Regions from separate parts of the Gossypium hirsutum genome. Here region 1 is linked to region 2. The links are chromatin contacts, called in public Hi-C maps. All regions are on one chromosome and are shown on one strand. Each heading gives the region's core, a stretch centred on a gene start, on an enhancer-like site or on the middle of the called end of the contact. The rest is flanking DNA. Distances are from core to core; before and after follow the strand shown. Region 1 holds the start of LOC107949770 (ADP,ATP carrier protein ER-ANT1). Region 2 holds the start of LOC107949772 (COBRA-like protein 4).

What was found. Hi-C and Micro-C count contacts between places; a contact is called where the count stands out from the background.
Region 1: a contact with region 2 is called in a Hi-C map of leaf, with 5 times the contacts expected there. The contact joins the promoter of LOC107949770 here to the promoter of LOC107949772 in region 2. A contact is called at or near these places in 15 of 34 Hi-C or Micro-C datasets (callus, fibers, hypocotyl and 3 more).

Annotation. Positions count from the first base shown.
Region 1 is chrD03:39,508,839-39,514,847 of Gossypium_hirsutum_v2.1, forward strand. It overlaps LOC107949770 (ADP,ATP carrier protein ER-ANT1), which reads left to right and starts at 3,442. Exons shown (of 4, transcript XM_016884523.2): 1 at 3,442-3,598; 2 at 3,816-4,102; 3 at 5,249-5,599; 4 at 5,906-6,009. The coding sequence starts at 3,836.
Region 2 is chrD03:39,302,009-39,308,402 of Gossypium_hirsutum_v2.1, forward strand. LOC107949772 (COBRA-like protein 4) reads right to left here and starts at 1,822. Exons shown (of 6, transcript XM_016884525.2): 1 at 1,562-1,822; 2 at 1,397-1,476; 3 at 229-685; 4 at 3-150. The coding sequence starts at 1,631. LOC107949771 (squamosa promoter-binding-like protein 6) reads right to left here. Exons shown (of 3, transcript NM_001327562.1): 2 at 6,328-6,394; 3 at 3,451-4,247. The coding sequence ends at 3,472.

The DNA of each region.
Region 1 (6,009 bases), core at 2,192-4,691, 210 kb after region 2:
ATAGATAGTCAATTAAGGTACAAGGACTAAATTGTAAAAATAGTAAAATTTAAATTACTATAGATTTGTAAGTGGAAAACTTAAACTAAGGACCAAAGTGGTTACCACATTGGAATTCTAGTGGACATTTTGGTTAAATTTTTTGTATTATATATTATTATAATTTATAATTAAAATAACATAAAAATCTTATAATTAAAAGAAACAAATATGTATGGTGAAAGGAGAGAGAAAAATATTTATTCATCTTCCTCCCTTCCTCTAATTTCTCCGTCGAAGAGAAGCTCTCTAGGGCTTTGAAGCTTTTGACACTTATTTAGGTATCCCAATTTAGTTATTTTCTTGTAATTTTTTATGTTTTTGAAATCCAGGGAGCTTGATTTAGCTAACCCAAGGATTAATTTGTGAAACTGTTAAAGTTTTAAAAAGTTATCATTGATGTATTTTTGAATTGTTGGTGGTTATTTGGTTAGATTTGAAGCTTAGATATGAAAAAGGACTAATTTGTAAAGTAAAAATTGTTAGTTTTGAACATAGGGACTAAAGTGTAATAATTTAAATTTAGAATGAAAGTTCTATAAATATAGGTTTTGATGGAATGTATAGTGATGGAATTAAGATCAATTTCGAAATCGAAGCTCAAATTTGAAAGTTACAATATCTTTGATTTTATATCTTTAATTTTAGGGACTAAATTGAATAAATGAAAAACTTAAGGGATTAATTGATAGATGAAATTGCACTGTAATATAACTTTATTATGTTGTTAAATAATGTTTGGAATTGATAATTGAATTAACTTATGGTTTAGATCGAGATTTACAATAACCAGAGGATACACGTGGAAAAGGGAAAATTGTTGAATAGTCCCTAACGCCTTATCCATTGTTGATTTTTCTAGGTAAGTTCATATGATGTAAATATGCCTAAGATATTAAATTGTAACTAAATGCATATATATAGGTGTTCAATTGAAAATAAATGCATATATATAAGTGTTCAATTGAAAATTTGGATGAATTACAAATTGGTATAAAAGGTGATATCGGACTAAATTGCAAGGAAATGAGGATGAATTTATATGTTAAAATTGTCTTGATGAAATTAGTAAAAGTCTTATACACATGGTTACAGGTTGATTTTCGATGATTTCGATATCCAACATTTGTTGCAGACTCGAAGATACATGTGACACAGATTTAACTCAGACAAGTAACCTGATGTCGTTTTATAGGTTTAGCCCGAATAGGTAACCTTACATGTATATATAGACCTGGACAGGCTATTTATTGTGTCATTAAAAGGTTTAGCTCGGACGGGTAACCTGATATCAATGTATATGATTAGCTCAGATGAGCATCAGATGTGATTTGCAGTTATGTATTGAGTTCTTTTACGATGTTTTATTGGGTAGTTTAAAAAGAGGTAGAATGTGGAATTGGTAGGTTATGAAATGAGCTTAATGTTTAAATGAGGGAGAATGAAAGACTTGAATAACGAAATTTTGAGTATACATAGATGGAAGAAATGTGGTTGAATTAGATTTAAAAACTATGAAATGTCAAGCTTTCTATTTGATGTATTTTATGTTTGATAAAGTATACCATCTCACCTTGTTGGAATTGTGTTGGTATTATAGGAAACGTGTCAATCGAAACTTGTCAATCGAATCTACGAGAAGCCCATGATATATATCTCTTGATTCGGTAGATTTTTAGTCATTTAACCCGGTTATACATGGCATGTAAATGGGAGTGTCTAGTAGTTGTAATGTAAAGTTGTTTTGTGGCATTGTTGATCTTTGAACACTTATGGAAAATTATGGATGTGATGAATTGCCATGCTCATAGGCTTAGTATTTTGTTGTGCAAATGTGGATGGTTAATCATAATAGGTCATGCACATATGAACTATCTTGTGGTATGAAATGGTTTGGAAAGATTTATGTGCATTTGTTGTGAGTTGGTGCCAAATGTGACATATTGGTTTTGTGAATTGATTAGGTGATTATAAGTTATGTTTTAGCATGGAATTTGCATGTTTTGAGTAGGTTTATGTTTGCTAAAATGCAATTTTGAGGTCACTTTTAATAGTTGGTTTTGAAACAAGCACCAAATGACCTATTTTTGTTCTACACGGGCTCATGACATAGCCGTGTGATCAGCGGTAGGAAAATGTTTTTGGAACCACAGATTCCTAATTGTCACACGGGCCAGCCAAACGGCCGTGTGAGTATTGTAGAAATAATAAAATTTAATCCACACGGTCTCAGTTTGTTATACGGTCTTGTGACTTTTGAAATTAAAAATTGGAGATTTTCACCACATGACTTCATAGAGTTATATGGTTTTGACACATGGCCGTGTGGCCTCTATTTTACATAATTGCCTTTCTTTTTTGAAAAAGATTCTAATTGATCCTTGTTTGATCCCGGGTCAACTTTAGAGCTTTCGTCAGCTCTATAAGACTCAGAAGAGGTTTTAAATTGTACCAAATGATTATTATGACTTAATTTTGGTTTGAGTTTGTTCTTAAACATATGTATTTGTAATGTTTTGTGTTATAACATTTCGTAACTCGGGTCTGGCGATCGGACCGAGTGAAGGGCGTTACATATGTAAACTTATTGTGAAAGCAACCAAGAGACAAGAGCACAATCTTGTTGAACATACATAGCATGTACTTTATTTTGGACCTGACTTCCTTATTGAACACTGATTGTTGGAATCATCGTAAAGCCATCAAGAAATTCCTTAAGCCTAATATTCACCCTTTTATATGTGAAAGGATGACGAAACTTTGTGGTAGTACGTGAATCTAATACTGAATCTAAAGTATCAATTGGATGTGAGATTGAAGGCAAAGTAGCAATTTCTTAAGAACGCACTGCCTTCTTGATCTACAGGTAAGAACCACGATTCGATATATGTTGAATTGGAGTTACCTTAAGAATTTACCAACAAAACTATTCAATGAAAATAAGAAAGAAAATAATGGGTTTGGAGAAGAAGAAACAACAATGAAGGCTTTAGTTAGAAAGCCGAAAGAGAGTTTTTTTCATTTAAGAACCAATGCTCAACTGTCCAAAGAACCAACGTGTTACAACATTGAACCAGCGAATAATAAACTTCAATAACCTAACGCTACAATTAACAAAGTAACAAAAAATAACTTCAATAACCAATTTGCAACTCACAGCTATTAATCATTAATCTTTTTAACAGGGTTCAATGATAAAGAACTCTAAAACCCTTAAAAGTAAGTTTGAGTCTTATAAATTAAAATAAAAATTTCTCTGAATGAATTTGCTACCAAAACGGGTTCAACTTGATTCAATTTCCAACTTAGCTGGACCCATGTGGTCCGAACATCAGGTCTCAAGCCCCAAAAAACCTAACCCTAAGCATAGTAGCCTAAGGACTTATTTGCAAATTGTAATAAATGTTACGTAAGCCATCGCGATTTCCCATTTTATTTCCACTAATTTAATAGATTAGAACAACCGGTGGCAGCCTCTCAAATTCTGTGAACTCCAAGGAATCCTAAAGGAATCTGTGTCTTCGTTTCTCAGCTTCCTTCCCTTCCTCCCCTCGCTCTGGTAATTCCCCTTTCAATCCCTCTCTTTCCTCACGTTTTCCTTTTCTCTATTAATTCTATTCTTTTGAATTTCCATACTCCCATTCATATTACTCAGTTTTACACTCTCTTTTTTATGGTTAATTAATCTGGGTGTTTCCCTTTTTTCCTGGTTAGTTGATTTGTTCAATGGAAATTTATGGGTTTTCTTTCTGGGTTTATTGTATTGGCATTTGTAGAAAGATATCCAAGAGAAAAGATGGAAATGGGTAAGAATAAATCTGAGAAATTCTCAATGGATTTTGTGATGGCTGGAATGGCTGCTATAATGTCAAAGAGCGCAGCAGCCCCCATTGAAAGAGTGAAGCTATTGTTGCAAAATCAAGGGGAGATGATAAAAAGGGGAAGCCTTCAGAAACCTTATAATGGTGTTGGTGATTGCTTTAAAAGGGTTTTGAAGGAGGAAGGTCTTTTCTCTTTCTGGAGGGGTAACCAAGCCAATGTCATCAGATATTTTCCTACTCAGGTTGAAACTTATGACTTTCTATTTTGCTGATTGTTCACACTAGGAAACTTATAAAGAAATTGTTCTGTTTCTCATTGCTGGATTGTATGCTTCCATTTTATTGGTCCTTAATTTTGATCATGTACTTGAATAATAATGTTGAAGAACTAGGTAATGCCTGAATTTGACAGATTAGGGTATTTAAATGACATGGTATTTCTTTTTTAATTGATGAAGTCGTTTATGGACAATTGCAAGAATCAGTGTTAAAAACTACTTTATGAGCTTTCGTTGATTTGTGCTTGCTGCTTCAGATTAATCTGTACAACTACTGAAAGATGCCAATATAGAACCATTAATGTATGGATAATCATTATGCTGTTCTATTTAAAAGGTCCACTAATTGAGTGGTGTTATGTCATGAGTTTTAGGTTTTCCTATGCTTTAATCTTCTATGACTATGGCAATCGTTTGTTTGTGGGGAAGGTACTATATGCTATTCATAGATGAATTGCCTTTGAGATCTATCCCTGTAATGCATGTTCGATGAGGTTCTAAGGACAGAAAACTTAATGTTGGCATGTTGTAGTTGGTATGTACTTGGTTAGTATTAGTGATTAGACATCACAACTGATGAATTTTATCGATTAAGATCTTCCTGATGTACCTACACCAACTACTCGATTTTCTTGTCGTTGGCATGGAAGAGACAAACTGAGGTTAAAGGAAAATCTCTTTACCTGCTAAGGTACGAAGGTTGCGGACAAAAGAACTTCTCCTTCAGTTATTACAGAGAGACTTTATCTTCATTTTCATATTAGTTCAAGACATAGACAAGAACTAAATGGAAGAAAGAAAACGGGTTAAATTTTTAGTAGAGAAGTTTTAGTTTCCTCAACCTAAGAAATAGTAAATCAAACTTGGGTAATTTGAGCAAGGCTCCTTTTTATCTTCCTTACCAATCCTTAGCTATATGGTAGCTTTGGGGCTTGCTGTTTATGGAACAAGTTAAGCTTTTGTCCCAGATTTGATATATCTGTACTGGGATGTTTTGAAATCTTTTTCTGCTAGCATGAAACATCTTTATTTACTTATTTTTACATTTTACCTTTGCAAGTATATGTCCTGCCTAATTTTGTTACTTAACAGATGTTCGATTATCCATAGGCTTTCAACTTTGCATTTAAAGGTTACTTCAAAAGCATTTTTGGGCGCTCGAAAGAGAAGGATGGTTATGCGATGTGGTTTGCTGGAAATGTGGCTTCAGGGAGTGCTGCTGGAGCAACTACATCCTTGTTTTTGTATCATTTGGATTATGTGCGTACTAGACTTGGTACTGATGGTCAACGCCAGTTCAAAGGGCTACTAGATGTATACCGTGAAACTTTATCAACTGATGGCGTTGTGGGCCTATATCGAGGATTCGGGGCTTCAATCATGGGGATTACTTTGTACCGTGGCTTGTACTTTGGGATCTATGACACGATGAAGCCTATACTTTTAGTGGGGCCTCTCGAGGTGAGCATCTAATCCTCTCTTGTAGAACTGTATTCTCACAATTGCTCCTATTTAGCTTTGTAGATGGTAAATGTTTATGTTAGTAAACATAGCCCGATCATATGTGGAAAAACTTTAGATGATTGGATACACAATTATGGACTATGATCTCAAATCTTCTTAATATGCATCTTGGTGCCTCAGGGCGCAGGATATAGTTATTTGTCGTTGCTGTTTGAAATTTAACCAGTCATGATCATATAATAAGTACCCCTAATTGCTGACTTACATAAAATCTTTGTATCATATCTTTTTTGTTCATTGCAGGGGAATTTCTTTGCTAGCTTCTTCCTGGGTTGGAGTATCACCACAGTTTCCGGGGTCTGTGCCTATCCCTTCGACACGGTTCGACGCCGAATGATGTTAACCTC
Region 2 (6,394 bases), core at 572-3,071:
ACGAGATGCAATTATTGTTGTTTTGACAGCCACAAGAACATGATGGACAAGGTGTGATTGTGGAGTTGTAAAATGAAGACATCGAGACACAACAACTCGGATATCGTGATGCCAGAATCTGATTATACGTGCATGTCACATTCCATGTCACTGCAGCACAAATTACAACACATAACTTATGTCGGGTGTAAGTATATCTGTTTTAAGTGCAAATTATCAAAAACTTACTCAATGCTTGAGTTTTTCGTCGACCATCAGGGGTGAGGAAAACAGTGGACGGCACCTTTTTAGCTCCGCTGCATGTGTAACCCAGACCAGGACCAAGCAAAGTGAAGTTCAACGGCAGGTTCACTGTTTTATTGGAAGTCCCGGCACGGCCAACACTCACCTGAAAGGACGAAACCGCGGTGGAGGAGTCTTGGCCCCATGACGACACGACGCCACCTTTGCAACAATTGGCTATCTGTTGGTTGTATGGGACGCCGGGGAGCAAGTCCACAACTGTGGGGTTTTTCTTACAGCAGTGTGGGACGTTTCCTTTGAACTTTGAACAATCTCCTTGTTCAGTGGCTTGGGCTCCCACCATTGACCAGATCACTTCTTTCTTAGCCCAAACCCAGCCTAGGGTCCAGCCAGGGCTCATTATGTGCCGATACATTTGGAAGTTGGTCATTGTTACAACTGCCTGCATACCAGATATGATATATAAGCTTGCATTTCTATTTCTTCAACTATCCCACACTCAAAAGTTATATTTACTATAAAAATGAATATTGAAAATTTTAGTATGGGATCTTATATCCAAACCAAATTTGAGTAACATAAGTGAAAAGCATTGTTTATGGTATAAAGAAAGTTTGGAACCTACCTTTTAAAAATGATTACATGAACAGTCTAATTTAAGTTTGAGTTTAATAAAAGAAACTTTATAATTACTAAATCGAAGTAATATTTGCATATGGGTATTAGGATATTGACCTGGATCGAAGCTAGAAGTTCGGTATTGTGGGGTTAAAATAAAATTTTAAAAGTTTGGAGTCAAAGGATGAAATTGATTAAAAAAAGTTAAATTGAATATTCTATAATTAGACTGGATTAAAATTGTTATTACTCTGGATTAAGCCCCTGCCAACCCTTAGCTTGGCTCTTATTTTAGGTAACTTTCAATTATAAGAAACAACTTGAAAAAGTTTTAATATATTAGTGATGGATACATATCAACATTTAACATTTGATCCATATAAATGGAAATCATTGTTTTTGGTATAAAGGAAGTCGTAATTTTGACCAAATTTATTAAAAATTTATCTTTTAAGGTGACTACGTGAACCAATTAATTAATCTTGAGTTTAATGAAAAAATATGAGTATAATAAGTGAAATGAAGTTATACTTACAACGTAACCATCCGGAGTCCAGGACATAACGTCCCATTTAATTGTTATATTTCCGTTAGGATCTAACGGATCATATGCTCCTACAACAAAAGTAGAAAAGGGAAAGGAAATTATTAGCAAGAAAACTTAATTAACTAAAACACGAATATGATTGTAGCAACTGACCTGCTTGAGAAATGATTATAGCAAAGAAAGCAACCATTGGCAGGGGGTAGGCAAATTTGTAGAACATCATTGTGCAATATCAAGAGGTAGTACGCCTTCTGTCTGTAAACAATGATACTCCTATGGGTTTATATCTATTCCCCCAACAAACAAGAATTGTTTATGACAGCCTCAACTACTGGTTTTGTTGTATATATGTGTGAGTATGACTTGGAACTTTTTTCAGACATATTCTGAGCACAATCTTCTAACTGCCGATATTCGTCAAATACAGAAACATCTTAAACTCGATTTAATCACCTACCAAACAAATGATTTCCATTTAAAATTAATTAAATTAATTAAATTGGTGGGTGTGTGAGAGCTTGCAGTTATTGAAGTCAACTCACCTAGTGATAATGACTACTCAACTGTTTCACAATTAATAATATAATAACGATAGATTGTAAAAGGGATAGGGAAATGGCAACAACAAAATTTTTAGTTTTGAATATGCAACATATGTGATAGTTTAAATGGAATAAGTGAGTTATTCAGACAAGGATTTTCCAACTTCCCATTTTGTTTTGTGTTTTAATATGGATGTTAGATGAAAGCTTTGCTTATGCTACCTCTGTTTAAAAAAAAAAGAAGTAAAATCAGCTTTGAGATTTTATGCTAACATGACCTGCCAAGTTTCCCAGTATAATTAATTATGGCATAAAACAACAAATTGTTACTACGAGTTTAGTGAGTAATTGATGTACATGACGCAGCGGGAACTTCCTAGCTTTGGGGTAATTTACCCAATTTATCCATTAACCATACACCAACTTTTTCTCTAACCATCACCATTACTTATTAAATTATGGGTAAATTTTTGTTTTTATAACTTAGTTAAAAAAGTTACAATTTGATTATTGAGCTATTCAAAAAATTTGTATTTAAGTCATTGGGATATTAAAATCAATGTTATCCCATTACCTGCACCGATTAAAAGCTTTCTGACATTTTCTCTTCTATATTTCACATTTTTTTTTATGAAATAGCTTTAAACATCATAAATCTGTGAATCAAAATTCAAATGAATTTATTCTCTGAAAATAGTTGTTAGATCACTTAGATCTAAAATATATTCTCTTACTCATCGATGGATATTGATCTACCATACTGGCCATCGAATAATCGCTTGGAGCTCACTGGTGATTAAAAAAAGAAAAATTCAACAACTCAATTGACTTAAATAAAAACTTTGAATAATTTAATAACTTAAATGAAAACTTTCAAATAGTTCAAAGATTAAATTGTAACTTTTTTAATTAACTAACCAAAATTAAACTTACCCATAGTTTAATGACTAATAGTGTAATTTACCCTAAAATTTAAGCAGTTTAGTAAGATTTATATCACAAGCTCATATAAAACTTGTTTGATAATTTTGCTTTAGTTATGCATCTAAATAGCGAGTGTCGAATATTAAACTTGATTTGATGAACGTTGCAAACAGAAATGTTGATAATTTTGTTCATCAAAACATTTTTAATTCGAGAAATGTTGATAATTTTGTTCATCAAAACATTTTTAATTCGAGAAGCATAATCAAACAATTTTTTTTTTCGATTACAAAATAACTTGTAAAAGTCTAGGTGAAACTTAACCGAGGGGTGGGGTGGGGAATCCTGTTAGCAGCTGCTGAACTTTCTCATCATGCTTCCATCTATGTTACTCCGACTATTCGGACATCTCGAGAACTGTGCAGCTTTCAGCAACATTGAACTTGTCTTCCATTGCAAGTCCAATCATTTAGTTCCAGGCCAGCAAATTCAGAGAATGGAAGAATGTTAGATAAACAAAACACTTGGTTCAAATGTCAAAGATATATGATCATAATGTCATTCAACTCGAGCATCTTTACTTACCTTAATCTGTACTTAAACGATTCGTAGGCAGGTCTCATTTTCATTGTCTTCTTGCATAGATTGTCTTTGATGTTCCACTCGCTGAAGCTGCGATGAAAGCTGAAGCAAGTTGATCGTCGGTCCATCTTTGCATGATAGTCCATCAGTGATATTGAAGTTGGCAGCTTCACTACTATCAGATATCAGTATAGCACTCATGTTACTGCCTTCGGTTGAATTGATCCCTGATGAAGAGATCATATTCGACACTCTGTCGAGCTTTTCCGAGACTTGAGTCATGTGATGGTTATGGTAGCCTGGAATAACCAGGGAACGGGCCATGGGAATTCCTGATGAGTGGCTTGAAGAGCTGTGTGATTGAGATGACAGAAGAGAGAGAGCACAAACAGAATCCGAAATCCCAGATAATCCCTGAATGCTCAATGCTGCATCGAAAACATTGATGTCTTCACTTGCTGACGAGGAGGTGCCTTGGAACAAAGGCCGTGATCCGGAATAAGTCCCATCAAAACCATGAGGACATCGTGCATTGTTCTCACCTAAAATGCCTCCAGTGACTGCACTAGGTCCATTATGGAAATAGGGAAAATGTTTCTCAAAATGCCCCCCGTTCTTGACAGGTATGGCAGAAAGAGGGCTAAAATCCGTCCCATCTTCAACTTTTATCCGTTTGCCCCATTCGTTTGTTACATATTTCTCAGGATGCAAAAGGCCACTAGTTCGAACATTTTGGCAAATAAAGGATGTATTTGTCAGCATAGTCCCTTGAAATCTGCCACCAGCGAAGCCTGCGCAATGTTGGGAGCATTTACAAGATGTAAAACATAAAAGTCACGGATATTTATGAATATTACTAAAGTAAACTTAGTTGCTTTTTTTAAACTTTTGGCGCCTCTGACTTCTTGTCTTACCTGCAAGGCAACCATAACTTTTGATTTTTCATTTTTCGTGTTCACCTATGTCTAACACATATTTGGACATGATTGTGGTGATATAACCCTCCAAATACATGGAAAATTTTAGAAAAGTTGAACATATAGGTGTAGGACACATGCAAATTTGACACTCACAGCGATGTAGGGAGGGTGGTAGGCTGAGGTCCCGCCTCCCATCTTCTTCATGTTTTCTTCAATTTTTGTTTTTTATAATTTAGTATTTTTATACTTTAGAAAAGGTAAAAAAAAAAAATATTTTGACCCCCCCAAAAATTATAATTATAATTATAATTTGATTTCTTTTCTTTTTATCTCAACCAGCCCAATTTAAAATTCTTGACTTCGTTCCAAGACACTCTAACCTGAGTCCGAGTATCATAGACTACATGAATACTGCTTAGTGTTTTAAAGTGATATGTCTAGCTAATATGGCTAATCTCTAAACTACCAGTAAAAGTAAACTCTAGAACCATAAATTCTGACAAGCTATGAAAGGTAATGTCAAGCAATCTCAGACCATTAAAACTGTCAAATGTCAATACATGTTAATCATCATATGGCTTGTACAAAAGGAATCAGTGAAACAGAATTAGAATGAAGCTTATAAAGCTAAAGCACAACTTCTTTGCATCTTTATGCACCTCTGTATTATCATGAAACAGAAGGTCAACGCAGCTACCATGTCATCACATATATCATCCTCCTACTAACTGACTATGTATTCGGACTAGGACGTGGGTATCAGAGACATGTATGTGTTTAATAGGAATATGTTCTATATTTTTCTAAGACTTTATTTGGAGGGTCCTTGGACGGCCATATCTCCAAAAATGTGTCAGACACAGATGACAGACAAGGGTACTTCAAGTAAAATGAAGAGTCGGAACAACATAGGCTGTGGAAATGTGCCAATCTAGTTGCAAATTATTCAAGCTAACATTTGAGTCTGCGCATGCATGATTGAACTCAAGCTTGACCCTGAGCTTGAGTTTGAATGGATTCACATTGCAAGATCTGAGCTGAACTTAAGCTTTGAAAATCTTTCAAAGTGATCTTAATCCTCAGGTGATTAGCTTGTTCAGACTCGAAACAAACATGAATCTCAAAGGTTCCTAGCAGTTGTCCATCCTCCTAGTTTAAAGTTTGGAATAAAAGAAAAAGTTACCGAGAACTGGGTGAAAATGTATGGTGTCTCCTTAATAATTCAATGAAAAACCACTCAGATATTGAGCATACATCTCTCAAAAGGCACTAAGAGGCAACATCTCAAGATACTATGGCATGGACTCACAACCTGAATTGAGAAACCTTAAGCAATGGTCCCTTGTAGATGAGTTAAGCATACACCCAAGTTGAATATAATTTACTGATAATGCTGGAATGAAGCTCTGAAGGCTCACATATGCCTTCTAAATCCAGTAAGCATGCAAATTTGCAGGTTGATATAGGGGTTTGAGACAAGAAATGGATGTTCATACATATCAGTTTATATGGAAAGTGAAGGCTTCATTTCACTTTAACTTTTCCTTGCATGGAAATACAGGAAATGAATATTTGAAGATATACACACATCAATAAAAGAGGAATCCAATTTAGAGAATGTTAATGCGATCATAAATGGTAATGTCAACAAACTCAATGTTTACTATACAAAGAAGTCAAAACATTTAAATATTTCAAGTGTTTTTGAACTGAAGTATGAATCAAGAAATAAAAGCAATTGATGTTTTATATTTAGGAAACAAGATAAGCAAATCATTGTATTTTTGGAAAAGCTTTCTACCAATTCAAGTAATCTATTGCCATTTAGCTTAGCAAACAAAACTTATATTTTCATGTTAATATTCTGCCAAGGAAGTAAAAAAATTGCAGGTCAAATATCGACACGTTATTATATGAATGACTGAAATCAGGTATGATATGGGTTTATTACCATTATATGGCTGAAGTAACCTTCCGGTTCTCCCGTATCGAATACCAACTTGAGGCTTTCTCCGCCG